Linked DNA regions of Mus musculus: region 2 is linked to region 1. A link is a contact called in public Hi-C data. All regions are on one chromosome and are shown on one strand. Each heading gives the region's core, a stretch centred on a gene start, on an enhancer-like site or on the middle of the called end of the contact. The rest is flanking DNA. Distances are from core to core; before and after follow the strand shown. Region 1 holds the start of Ralbp1 (ralA binding protein 1). Region 2 holds the start of Myl12a (myosin, light chain 12A, regulatory, non-sarcomeric).

The links. A called contact is a pair of places that touch in the nucleus more often than the background predicts.
Region 2: a Hi-C map of B cells shows a contact between it and region 1, with 8 read pairs. The contact joins the promoter of Myl12a here to the promoter of Ralbp1 in region 1. A contact is called at or near these places in 2 of 484 Hi-C or Micro-C datasets (B cells and CD4 T cells).

Annotation. Positions count from the first base shown.
Region 1 is chr17:65,882,695-65,888,170 of GRCm38.p6, reverse strand. It overlaps Ralbp1 (ralA binding protein 1), which reads left to right and starts at 3,248. Exons shown (of 10, transcript NM_001198949.1): 1 at 3,248-3,493.
Region 2 is chr17:71,000,216-71,005,691 of GRCm38.p6, reverse strand. It overlaps Myl12a (myosin, light chain 12A, regulatory, non-sarcomeric), which reads left to right and starts at 3,159. Exons shown (of 4, transcript NM_026064.2): 1 at 3,159-3,584. It also overlaps a transcript of Myom1 not described here.

The DNA of each region.
Region 1 (5,476 bases), core at 1,999-4,498:
TCAGCTGCTGCTGTTCCTTTTTCACCAACATTAAGAAAATTGAGAGTTAGCAACACATTGTTTAGTTGGCCCTTGGGGATTTTTGCTCTCCCTTTTTGTTTAATAAGCATCTCTTTTAAGGTACAGTTGGCTCTTTCTGTAACTGCTTATCCTGTGGGATTATGTGGTATACCAGTTAACATGTTTTATATTGTAATATTCAAAGAATTGTTGCTTCTCATTATATACATATGAGGGAGCATTATCAGTTTTAATTTGTGCAGGTATCCCCATAGTGGTCTATCAAACTTTGGAGTACCTTCTCATTTTTTTTTTAATTAGGTGTTTTCCTCATTTACATTTCCAATACTATCCCAAAAGTCCCCCATACCCACCCCCCCACTCCCCTACCCACCCACTCCCCCTTTTTGGCTCTGGCGTTCCCCTGTACTGGGGCATATAAAGTTTGCAAGTCCAATGGGCCTCTCTTTCCAGTGATGGCCGACTAGGCCATCTTTTGATACATATGCAGCTAGAGTCAAGAGCTCCGGGGTACTGGTTAGTTCATAATGTTGTTCCCCCTATAGGGTTGCAGATCCCTTTAGCTCCTTGGGTACTTTCTCTAGCTCCTCCATTGGGGGCCCTGTGATCCATCCAATAGTACCTTCTTGTTCTTAACTAACACACACACACACACACACACACACACACACACACACACACACACAGGCATATGCACACACACACACACACACACACACAACTGAACTGTGCTTGTAAATGCATTTGTAGCCTTATCCCTGTAAATATTGAATAGCGTTGTAATCCAAATTACTAAAGTAGGTGTATTGGGGGAGATAAAAAAGTTTGTTTGCATGTACATGATGTGTGTGTGCTGGGATGAAGGGTTGGCATATGGAAAGGAGGCGTCTTACATATTTCATGTGATTAAGTCAATTATTAGATTAAAAAGTGCCAATAACTGGGAAGGAGCTAAGCTTTGATCACACTTAAAGTGCTCATACATTAGCCTGCCAAAGATCATGGGTGTTAATGGAGGTTATCAGACTTCTGGGACAGGGCTAGCACCTTTTCCCTTGTAGAACAGTGGTTCTCAAACTGTGGGTCACCACCCCCTGGAATCAAACGACCTTTTCACAGGGGTCACTTAACACCACAGAAAAACATATATTTACATTATAAATCGTAACAGTAGCAAAATTACAGCTATGAAGTAGCAATGAAAAGAATGTTCTGGTTCGGGTTGCCACACCATGAGGGACTGAATTAAAGGGTCGCAGCGTAGGTGTAGAGCAACAAGTTTTATGTTCACATCGGCTCTCCTTATCCTCAGTCCCGTGGGGGCGATGCAAGTCAGTTCAGATGAATGTTGCACAGGCAAAAGGTTTGCATCACAGCTGAAGAATGTTTGGATCCGGAAGTCTTGTGCTAGAGCTGTAGCCCAGTGTTTGCCTAGCATTGCTAAGGCCCTAGGTTCAATCTGTAGAACTGAAAAACAAACAAACAAACAAACAAACAAACAAAACCAAACTTTTTATAACGGGCAGCAAATAGACCTGCCTACCTTCTGTCCCGGAACACATTGCATTTGTTTGACATTATTAGCTTCATCCTCTCCCTGAGTTCTCTTCTGTTTAGCTTTTCTCTGATAGGAGACAAAAATGGTTCCTCCTTTTGCAGACCTCAAGTACTTCACTGCACCAGAACAGAGAGGAAGCTTCGGTTTAGTGGAAGCCTCGGTCTGTCTCTGTGGGTTATTGGCTCTGGTTGGACATGATGCCTAGTTCTAAAACAGTTACCAGCGGAAATGGTTATGTGGTGTTCCTTAAGGGGGAGGGAAGACTGCTGAGAAACAGCCAATAAATATGCTCTTTATTTGCACCTCCATTAGCACAAATAAATAATAAAAAAAAGTGTGCATAGATTACTCCTGGATTGGCTCACGTAAACGCGGCACTTAAAGGCTCTGCAGAAACTATGGCTCAGAAGGAAGTCAGTCTTCACTCTTGCTTTTCCCTCTCCCTTGCTGTGTCCCCCACTTCTCTGCTTTCAGCCTTATTCACTTCCACGGTGAACGAGTCACGTGATGTTACACGTAAATTACTCAGTTAAAAAAAAAAAAAAAAGCCTCTTTCCCCACCTCATTATCCCATATGTCAATTCCAGGGAAGGCTCCATAAAGCCCCGCTCAGGCAGTGCTTATCCCTTGACCAAATCAGAACTGCCAGCGGGAAGGAGTAATTTAACTGGCGTACTCACAGGCCATCTTCTCATGGAGGCTGTTTTATTGCTACAGGGGTTGTGGAAAGGTCCCTCTAGGACCTCAGTGTTCCACTGGGAGTGACTCTTTTGCACAAGGGGATGGACTTGTCATATTTGAGCAAAGATGGCTTGGGAGTGTAGCACACGATGGATCAGTGAAGAAGCAGACACTAGAAATCTCATCTCTCTTCTGACTGCCAATGTCATAAACCCAGAATAATTCCATGGAGTGCTGTTTATTACAGTATGCACCAGCCAACACGTTTTCCGTCCTTCGTGGGGGACTTCTGGAGGATACGCAGCTGTTTCTATTTGTAAGCTGAACGTGATGCTGTGCGGCTTTAACTCGGGTATGGATTGCTAACTGCGGAGGCAAGTGGGTGGGAGCCAGCAGTTTCCCGCAAGTCAACACACTTCAGGGGTCCTGCGGATTGCCCAGCCCTGGCCCCAGAAGCCTCCTTTCTCCAAACCCCCAGGCAAGAATTCTCCAAAGGAAGATCTCCGCCCAAAGAAGGCCAGCAAGGTGCTCCGCCCAGAGGCGGGGTGGGTCAGCAGCCCAGGCTGGTTTAACTGGTTGGAACCACTTAAAGTACGCAGACGCTGGGGGGAAAAGTGTCACTCTCAGTAGCTGCGGACACCAGGCCAGAGCTTGGGGAGGAACGCGCTTTCTTTCCAGCAGAGCTCCGCAGGGCTCCCACACTGTTTTCACTTGGATTCGCTCCGGTAGGTGTGTGTGTTCCACTCGCTCCCCAGAACACTGCGCAGGCGCCTGCAGAGCCTTAGCGTTTGGCGCATCCTCTCGCGGGTTCCCTGTTCCCCCTTAACGAGTTCCAGCTCGGGAGGCGCGGTGCTTTCTGGGCGTTGTGGTTTATGTCGGAGACAAGGGCCCTACAGCAGCGGGGCGTTGGGTTAACTAGAACTACAACTCCCGGCGTGCCCCACGCGAGGACGCGGGGCGTTTGCCCTAGCCGGCCCTAGCCGTCACGGCCAAGGAGCCGAGGACCCGGGAAGCCGGCTGCGGCGGGAGGAGGGCGTGCGCGTGCGCGCTGGGCCGGCTCGTCCTGTTCTGTCCCAATCATTGTAAACAGGCGAAGGCTGGGCGGGGTGGGAATGGGGCTCCCGCGGCCGGCCCGGGGTGCAGCGCAGGAGGCGGCGGTTGTGGCGGAAGCGTGAGTGCGAGGAGGCGGCGGCGGCTGCAGCGGAGCGGACGGTCGCTCGGCGGCAGGCACTGGTCAGTGGCGGGGAGCGGACGCTCGCGGGGGTCGCAACGCTGCGGCGGTGTCCGTGGGAGCCGTCGGGCGCCCGGCCTCGCGCCCGCGCCTGTCACGCAGCGTGCCGGGCTTGGGATCCCGGGCTCGGAATGGGAGTTGGGGGTGGGGGGCGTGGCCGCCCCGCCTTACGTTGTCCGTGAAAGCTTCACCCCGGAGCTTGCTCCTTTGGGGTGGGTCACGCCGCCTGCCCGACAGGCCTCCTTGGGAGCACCCGGGTGTGTCCTGTGTTGCTCTGGGACCCAGAGGCTAGTTGGGAGTCCAGCTGCTTCCTCGGACCCTTCCAGGCCTCGGGGCATCCCTGCGGGCCACACCTGGCCGGAGCTGCGGCCGGGGACTGGCCTGACGCAAGCCTTCCGGTTTATGGGTCGCATCTGCCTCGCGCATCTGGCTCGCCCACCTGTCTCCGTGTTTGCCGGGTAGAGTCGGGGGAACAGCTCCTGTTGTCGCCCGTGGCAGGCGTTGGGCAAGGGGACGACCCTGTTTGCAGTGGTACTTGTTCCAGGGTTCAGAAGTGTTCTGTCTGATCTGGAGTTAGGAGCTCCATTCTCAACGGCGTTTTCAAGCGTTTTCGTACCAGAGTGTTCTCAGTCGAGGCCAGCTTTCTTTTTCCATCTTTTAAATATGTCGTTGTGAAACAGGTTTGACGAATTACTCCACTTTCCAGTCTCCTGAAGTAGGTAGGGCTGGTTCAAGTTTGGAGATTATTACAAGGATTCTTCCAGAGAGAGCAGCGTGCGTACCCTAAGGTTTTTAGAGATCACAGCTGTTTTCATTAGAGGTCTGTGCTTGTGACAGAAGTGCTATAGTGTGGGCATTGAGCTGTTGCACTGCCCAGCTTTGGTGGTGTTGATGGAACGGGGGTGGGCTAACACTGGTGCTTTGGGGTAGCATTACCTATACTTGGCCGTTATTAACAAAGTACTCAGTGATAAGTTATAAGCCTACTTTTGGTTTAGTGTTCAGACAGCACTTTAAGGAAAGGTCCCATCACTTTCTGTAGTAGGAATTATCTCGATGATTTCAAGGTCCTGGATGTCTTCTTCAAAATGAAGAACTCCTGTTAGTGGTGTTAGCATTTTCAGAGGTCTGCAGTCAGTAGAGTGCTTCTTGTTTTTCAGTGTGTCCCATAGACCCAAGAGAGATAGGTTAGTTTAATAGCAGTTGCTGTTAAGTAAATTTTAAAACGAAGTATCTAGAAGCCAGCTGGTGGTGGCACACACCTTCAGTCCCAGCTCTCTGGAGGCAGAGCTCTGTGAGTTTGAAGTCAGCCTTGTTACAGAGCGGGTTCCAGTATAGCCAGGGCTAAACAGAAATCCTGTCTCAAACAACAAACAAACAAACAATCACAGAGAATCTAGAAACAAGTTACAATAGCTGAATTTGCTGTCTTTTTCAAAATGTGGTTTCTCATAATAAGTTTACAGGGACCATTTTCCTCGTAATTTGGAGAGACCGAAGTGGTGTTTTAAAAAGTGTGTACTGGCGCTGGAGACAGGACTCACTGGTTAAGACGTTTGCAGTGTGACTCTTGGAGAGTTACAGAGTTTGTTCCCCAGTAACTGTTCCCAACTGCCTGTAAGTCCAGCTCCCAGGAAACCCAAGACCTCTGGTCTCCACAGGCAATGGCCCTCCTCCCCCCATAATTAAAAATAATAAAAAATTTTAAAAGTGAATATTAACTTTATTTTGTACAGTTACACTTGCATAGTCACAGCTCGGGAAGAAACGATTAGGTCCACAACAGTATCCCAAAGTATGTTCCGTTATTTTCTTTTTTTGTGGTGGTGGGGGGTGGACAGGGGTGTCAGGGTCTCACTGTGGAGTCCTGGCTGGCCTGGATCCTTCTTCCTATGTGGATGCTTGAACTGAGAACACATAGAGCTTCCTGCTTCTGGCTCCTAAGTGCTAGGATTGGATGTATGCCCAGCTATTCTTTTCTTTTA
Region 2 (5,476 bases), core at 1,910-4,409, 5.1 Mb before region 1:
CAGAGTGCACCCATCACAGTCATGCAAAATGATGGACCACCTCCAGATAACTCATTGTTCTGCCACAGCCTTTCCTACATGGCTGTGCCAAAGGACAGCTTGTGGAAGTTAGTTCTCTCCTTTTGCCATGTGGGTCCCAGGAATTTAACTTGGGTCACTAGATCTGGTGGCAGGCTGAGCCATCTTGCCAGCCCTTATATAAATTTCCTACTATAAGTTTCAGCTACAACTCTGAAAGCCACTAGAAGTTGGGGAAATGGCTGATATGCCTATAACTGCAGCAGTGATGGGCAGACACGGGCAGGGGAGCAGGGGGTGGTAGGCGGGGGTGTGGGGACTCCCCAGGCTTGCTGGCTGGGCAGCCTAGTACAAACAGGGAGCTTCTGATTCAGGGAGAGACAGAGTGATAGAGGAAGACATCGGACATCTTGCTCCATCTGCATGCTAATGCACAGTGTGCACCTGCACAATGAGTTACAGATACCATTTACACCATACCACCCCCCACATATACACACAATCCCATAGACAGCGTTTAAAAGCCACTCTTGAAAAATCTTCTTTTTTAAAAAAGATTTATTTATTTATCTTATGTATATGAGTATACACTGTAGCTGTACAGATGGTTGTGAGCCTTCATCTGGTTGTTGGGAATTGAATTTAGGACCTCTGCCTGCTCTTGTCAACCCCACTCGCTCAGTCCCTGCTCGCTCTGGCCCAAAGATTTATATATTATTATAAATAAGTACACTGTAGCTGTCTTCAGATACACCAGAAGAGGATGTCAGATCTCATTGTGGGTGGTTGCATAATGTGGTTGCTGGGATTTGAACTCAGGACCATCGGAAGAGCAGTCAGTGCTCTTACCCGCTGAGCCATCTCACCAGCTCTGAGAAATCTTCTTTTAAAGCAATAAGTGTCTTAGTTTGGGATTTATTGTGAAGAGACACCATGACCAAGGCAACTTTTATAAGGACAACATTTCATTGGGCTGGCTTACAGTTTCAGAGGTTCAGTCCATTATCATCAGGGCAGCGTCCCGGCAGACACTGTGCTGGAGGAGCCAAGAGTCTGGATCTGAAGGCGACCAGGAGAGGCTGTCCTCTGCGGTAGGAGACTGTCCTCTGCGGTAGCTAGAGGAGACTGCCTTTCCACATTAGGTGGAGCCTGAGCATAGGCGACACAAAGCCTACTCCAACAGTGATACACTTCCTCCAACAAGGCCACACCCACTCCAACTAGGTCTTACCTAATAGTGCCACTCACTCCCTGTGCCAATCGCATTCAAACCACCCACAGTAAGCAAGGAGCTGGAGAGGTAGCTTAGCAGTTAAGAGTACTGGCTGTTCTTGCAGAGGTTTTGGCTTCAATTCCCAGCACCCACATATATGGGATCTGATGCCCTCTTCTGGTGTGTAGATGTACATGCAGTTGAATATCCATATACACAAAAGAAATAACTGAAATTGTAAATGATCTCATTTCACCAGAAAGCCTTGTAAGGCGGGCTGGAGGGATATCAGAAAATTAGGCCTCAGGTCAACCCAGGGACTTGCTCTCCGAGTTACACAGCTTGCTAAAGGAAAGATATGGGGCAGAACCCAAACTGTCAAACTTGGAGTAAAAAGGACTCACCTGCTGTTTCATGAAGAGTTCTGTTAGGTTACAAAAGAACAGGCTCGTAGATGTCAGAGGCCTTCAGAAGTGGGTGTAGTCATTAGAACTTCATATCAGACATTACACTATGCAGACTTCCTTTTCCACCTTGATTTGATATGTCCATGGTTATCTATGGCAATGAATACAGGGTGAACAGAAACCAATTTCATATGAGCTGGGTTCTTTGCCCCTCCAGAGGACCTGACACACTTCTCTCTCCTCTTTCCTCTATCAACTCCTAGAATCGGCACAATTGCCCTCTGGGACATCTTCCACTAGTCCCCAGGTAGGTTTATTTGCTCTTCTGTAACTTATTCATATTTGTTTCCTTGTAGATCTCCGCCCTTTCTCTTCCATCCCACAACCCAGTCCCGAGGTAGCAACTGTTCATTTTAAAACAGGCAAGCCAGAGCCTTCCCCCTCCTCCCACAGCACTTACCAGTCTAAACCTATTGATTCATTTGGCAAGGACATATCAGGCAGCTCCTAGAGAAGCAACAAGGTCCCGTTTTCCAGCTGAGGTGGGACGGATAATGCCCATCCTGAAAAGGGGTTTTGGTGTTCTCCTTCTGGACAGGGAGCTGAGGAAGGCCTAAGCTTTCCAGGGTGACAGGCCACCTCCTCGTAGAGGCATTAGGGCATTGCTGCACTGCCTCAGAATCCACGGTCTCTGACTGCTCAGACCTCTGAGTTTGTACTGTCATAGCCAGCCACCAGCTGTGTCCCCAGTCTTCCTTAAAAGTCATGTTGGGCCCCTTAAAGTCCCTGAAGATGAAGAACACACTCTTAAAGACCTTGGTGTAGGGAGCTGGAGATGAAGTACCCAGTTATTTGTATTTGTACAAGTATCAAAGGGAGAAAAATTTTGTTTCTGACATCTGTAGGATTAGGACATTTTCCCCCTCAGCGGCTCTGCTTTTGAGTTAACTTCAAACCATATCACTGATTAATGGGAGGAATGTTTCTTGAAGAAAACATCCAGTCTTGGGGATACGAATCCCGCCAGGCTCGTAATAATCTCTCTTCCTTTAAATAAGAACTATTGTTAGCAGCTGCTCCACGCAAGGAGACCCGGCGGGTAAATTGGTCCAGCACTTTATTCCAATTACATCATTCACCCTCGAGCGACATAGGTGGAGCAAGCAGGAGTCACCATCAGGGTAAAGGGGGACTCTTGTAGAAAGTTCCAGAGAACGTTTGGGAAGAGGGCAATCGATATTGAATTCATGAACTCTTAAGTGGACCAAAGAGACAGCGCGGCGGCGGCCCTGAAACTTCAGTGTTTCCTCCCGCGTGGGAAGCGTGAAGAACTCCATAAAAAACTCCCACGCTGCCCAGACCCAGAGGCGCTGACCTAGACAGTGAGTCACCCTAGCTTCCTGCGCAGGCGCGCTCCAGCTGCGGGGCGAGGGGAGGCCCCGGGCTCTGGGGGGCGGGGCCAGGGCCAGTCACGTGACGTCCGCGGCCCGGCTCCTCAATTGCCCTAAAAGGACTTAGACGGGGGTCCCCGCCTCTCGCCGCGCTCTGGAATGCGGGCAGAGGGAGAGCTCCGGGCCAGGCGCAACCATCTGCTGACAGGGGGGAGGGCGCAGAATCACAATTCTAAAAGAGACGGGAGAAAGAGGAAGAGCCGGTGATTAGACCGAGAGACCCTCCACAGGATTCTTTAAGCCCTACTCCGCGTCCCGGACTCCCCGTCGGCGCCCCACGCCTGCCATCCGCTCTGTCACCTTCCCCGAGGCGCCCCCTCCCGTCCGGGCTGGCGCACCGAGGCGAAGGAGCATGGCCGCTAGGCTTCCTTCCGGTTCGCGAGCGGAGGCCGGAAGTGGCCGTACTGCGGAGTCTGGAAAGTTAGAAAGTCTGGGAGGGCGGCAGCGGCGGAGCTTCGCGGAGACGCTCACTCTCGGTTCTCGCGGCTGAGCAGGGTGAGTGGTGCTGGCCGCGGCGCGGGGCGGGGGCGGCTCGGTCCGGCCCGGGAAGGTGTCCCCGCGGGGCGGCGGGGACCGGCGGGAGCCGCGGCTCGGGGAGCGTACCTGGGCATGTGTGCGCGAGCCGGGGGAGAGCTGGAGCGAGCTGGGGGCGGCCGGGGCGCAGACCCCGCTCTGCTTCCCACACTAGGAACTTGGGAAATGTTGCTTAGCTCGCCGGCGCCGCGCGCCTTGGATCCTTGCCTCCCCGCGAAACCAGAGAGCCCCAGAGAGCTGACTCCGGAGCTCTGTTGAGTTGCTAACGTAAACTTGCCGGGATCGAGGAGGGAGTGTGCGGATAAAACCGTAAGATAGCACCGCCACCCTCGGCAACTGTCGTCGCAGCTGCGCGGCTATGTGTAGTAGCAAGACCCTGTTCAGATATACAACTCTAGTGTGCGCCCCTCTAAGTAAAACTTTTTTAAAGCGGTATTTGAACAGAGAGGAGATTTAGAGCTTCTTTTGCCTGTCGAGGGGGCTAAGTCGACTCTACAGAGGAGTGTTATTAAGAGTCTTTCAGTAGGCGTATAAACTATATTATAGATCTTTAGAGATCTTTTAAGATTTTAACATCTGAAGTGCAGACGTTGTATCAAAAGGTGACGAAAGCGAATCTTCACTAAAATTGCTGATATTTTCTTTTTTTTCTGGATGGCCTTTGATGAGGATTAATTAGAAAGGTATTTTGTCTTCAAAAGTGAGGTGTAGTTGACAAGTCGATCCTGGCGACTAATGACTTTTAAAAGGTGCTCAAAACTTTTTTTGGGTGTGGCTGTGGGAAGATCCAAGCTGACTGTCAACCGGAAGTGTGCCTAAGAAATAAAGACTTGGTTTTCCTTGAAACTGAAATACCAACTTTTAAAAACTGAGTCTATCCCCTCCCCCACATCTCATCTAGTAAGAAATGCACTGATTAAATAATAGAGATTTGATCTGGACTTCGAAGCAGGCCAAATACCTGAGGTTTTGAAATGGGAGTATTTGGAAGGATATATTTACTAGTTTTAAGAGAGCTTTTTTATTAAAAGGTATTAACTAAGTATGCTTAGTTTAGATGTTCTGTTAAGAATTTCTATCTTTTACATCTATTACAAGTTTAGGCACGTGAGATTCTATTTAATTTAGGCAATCTCATGTATATCTTTGTATGGCTTAGTCCTACTTAAGAAGTTTCATAGTCTGCTCTTTTGTTGTTGTTGTTAATTTGTTTGTTAGTTTGGGTAGGGTCTCCTTTTAGTCCATGCTGGCCTGGAACTTAAGATGGTCTTCCTACTTCCAGGGCTAGGATTATAAATCCAGTTACCAGCCATCACACCAGCTTTAGCGTTTTCAAAACTTAAGTACCAACGTTTCTATAAAGTCTACATTTCTAAAGATTCTGTAAAATCTGGTTGCCCTTGGCATGTGGAGAAAGCCTCTCCAGGACTGTCTTCACAGTCTGATGTCTTCCTTAAGCATGAGGCTGTCGCTTATTCTTGGGGGGGGGGGGGGTAGCTCAGTGGCAGAGTGCATACCTAGCATACATGAGGCAGAACTGCAAACAACCCACACCATACACCATGCATGGCTACAGCACTGTCTTGGTTTAAAACAAGGTTATACTCATTGCCATCTGTGAATAGAAACTACCTTGACCACCCTTGCCCTCCCTTCTCTGTTGATGATCTGAAACTTTCTGCTGTTTTCTAGAAGGCCAGCCAGCCAGTCTCATACCAAAGATCTTTCACAAAGCCTTCAAAGTGAGGTTCTCAGGTGATCCTGCCGTAAACCCTAACAAATATTTGCAGTTTTATTCTGCTCTTTTTAAACTAACTTGAGGATTATTTTACAGCTTCACATTTTTAGAACTA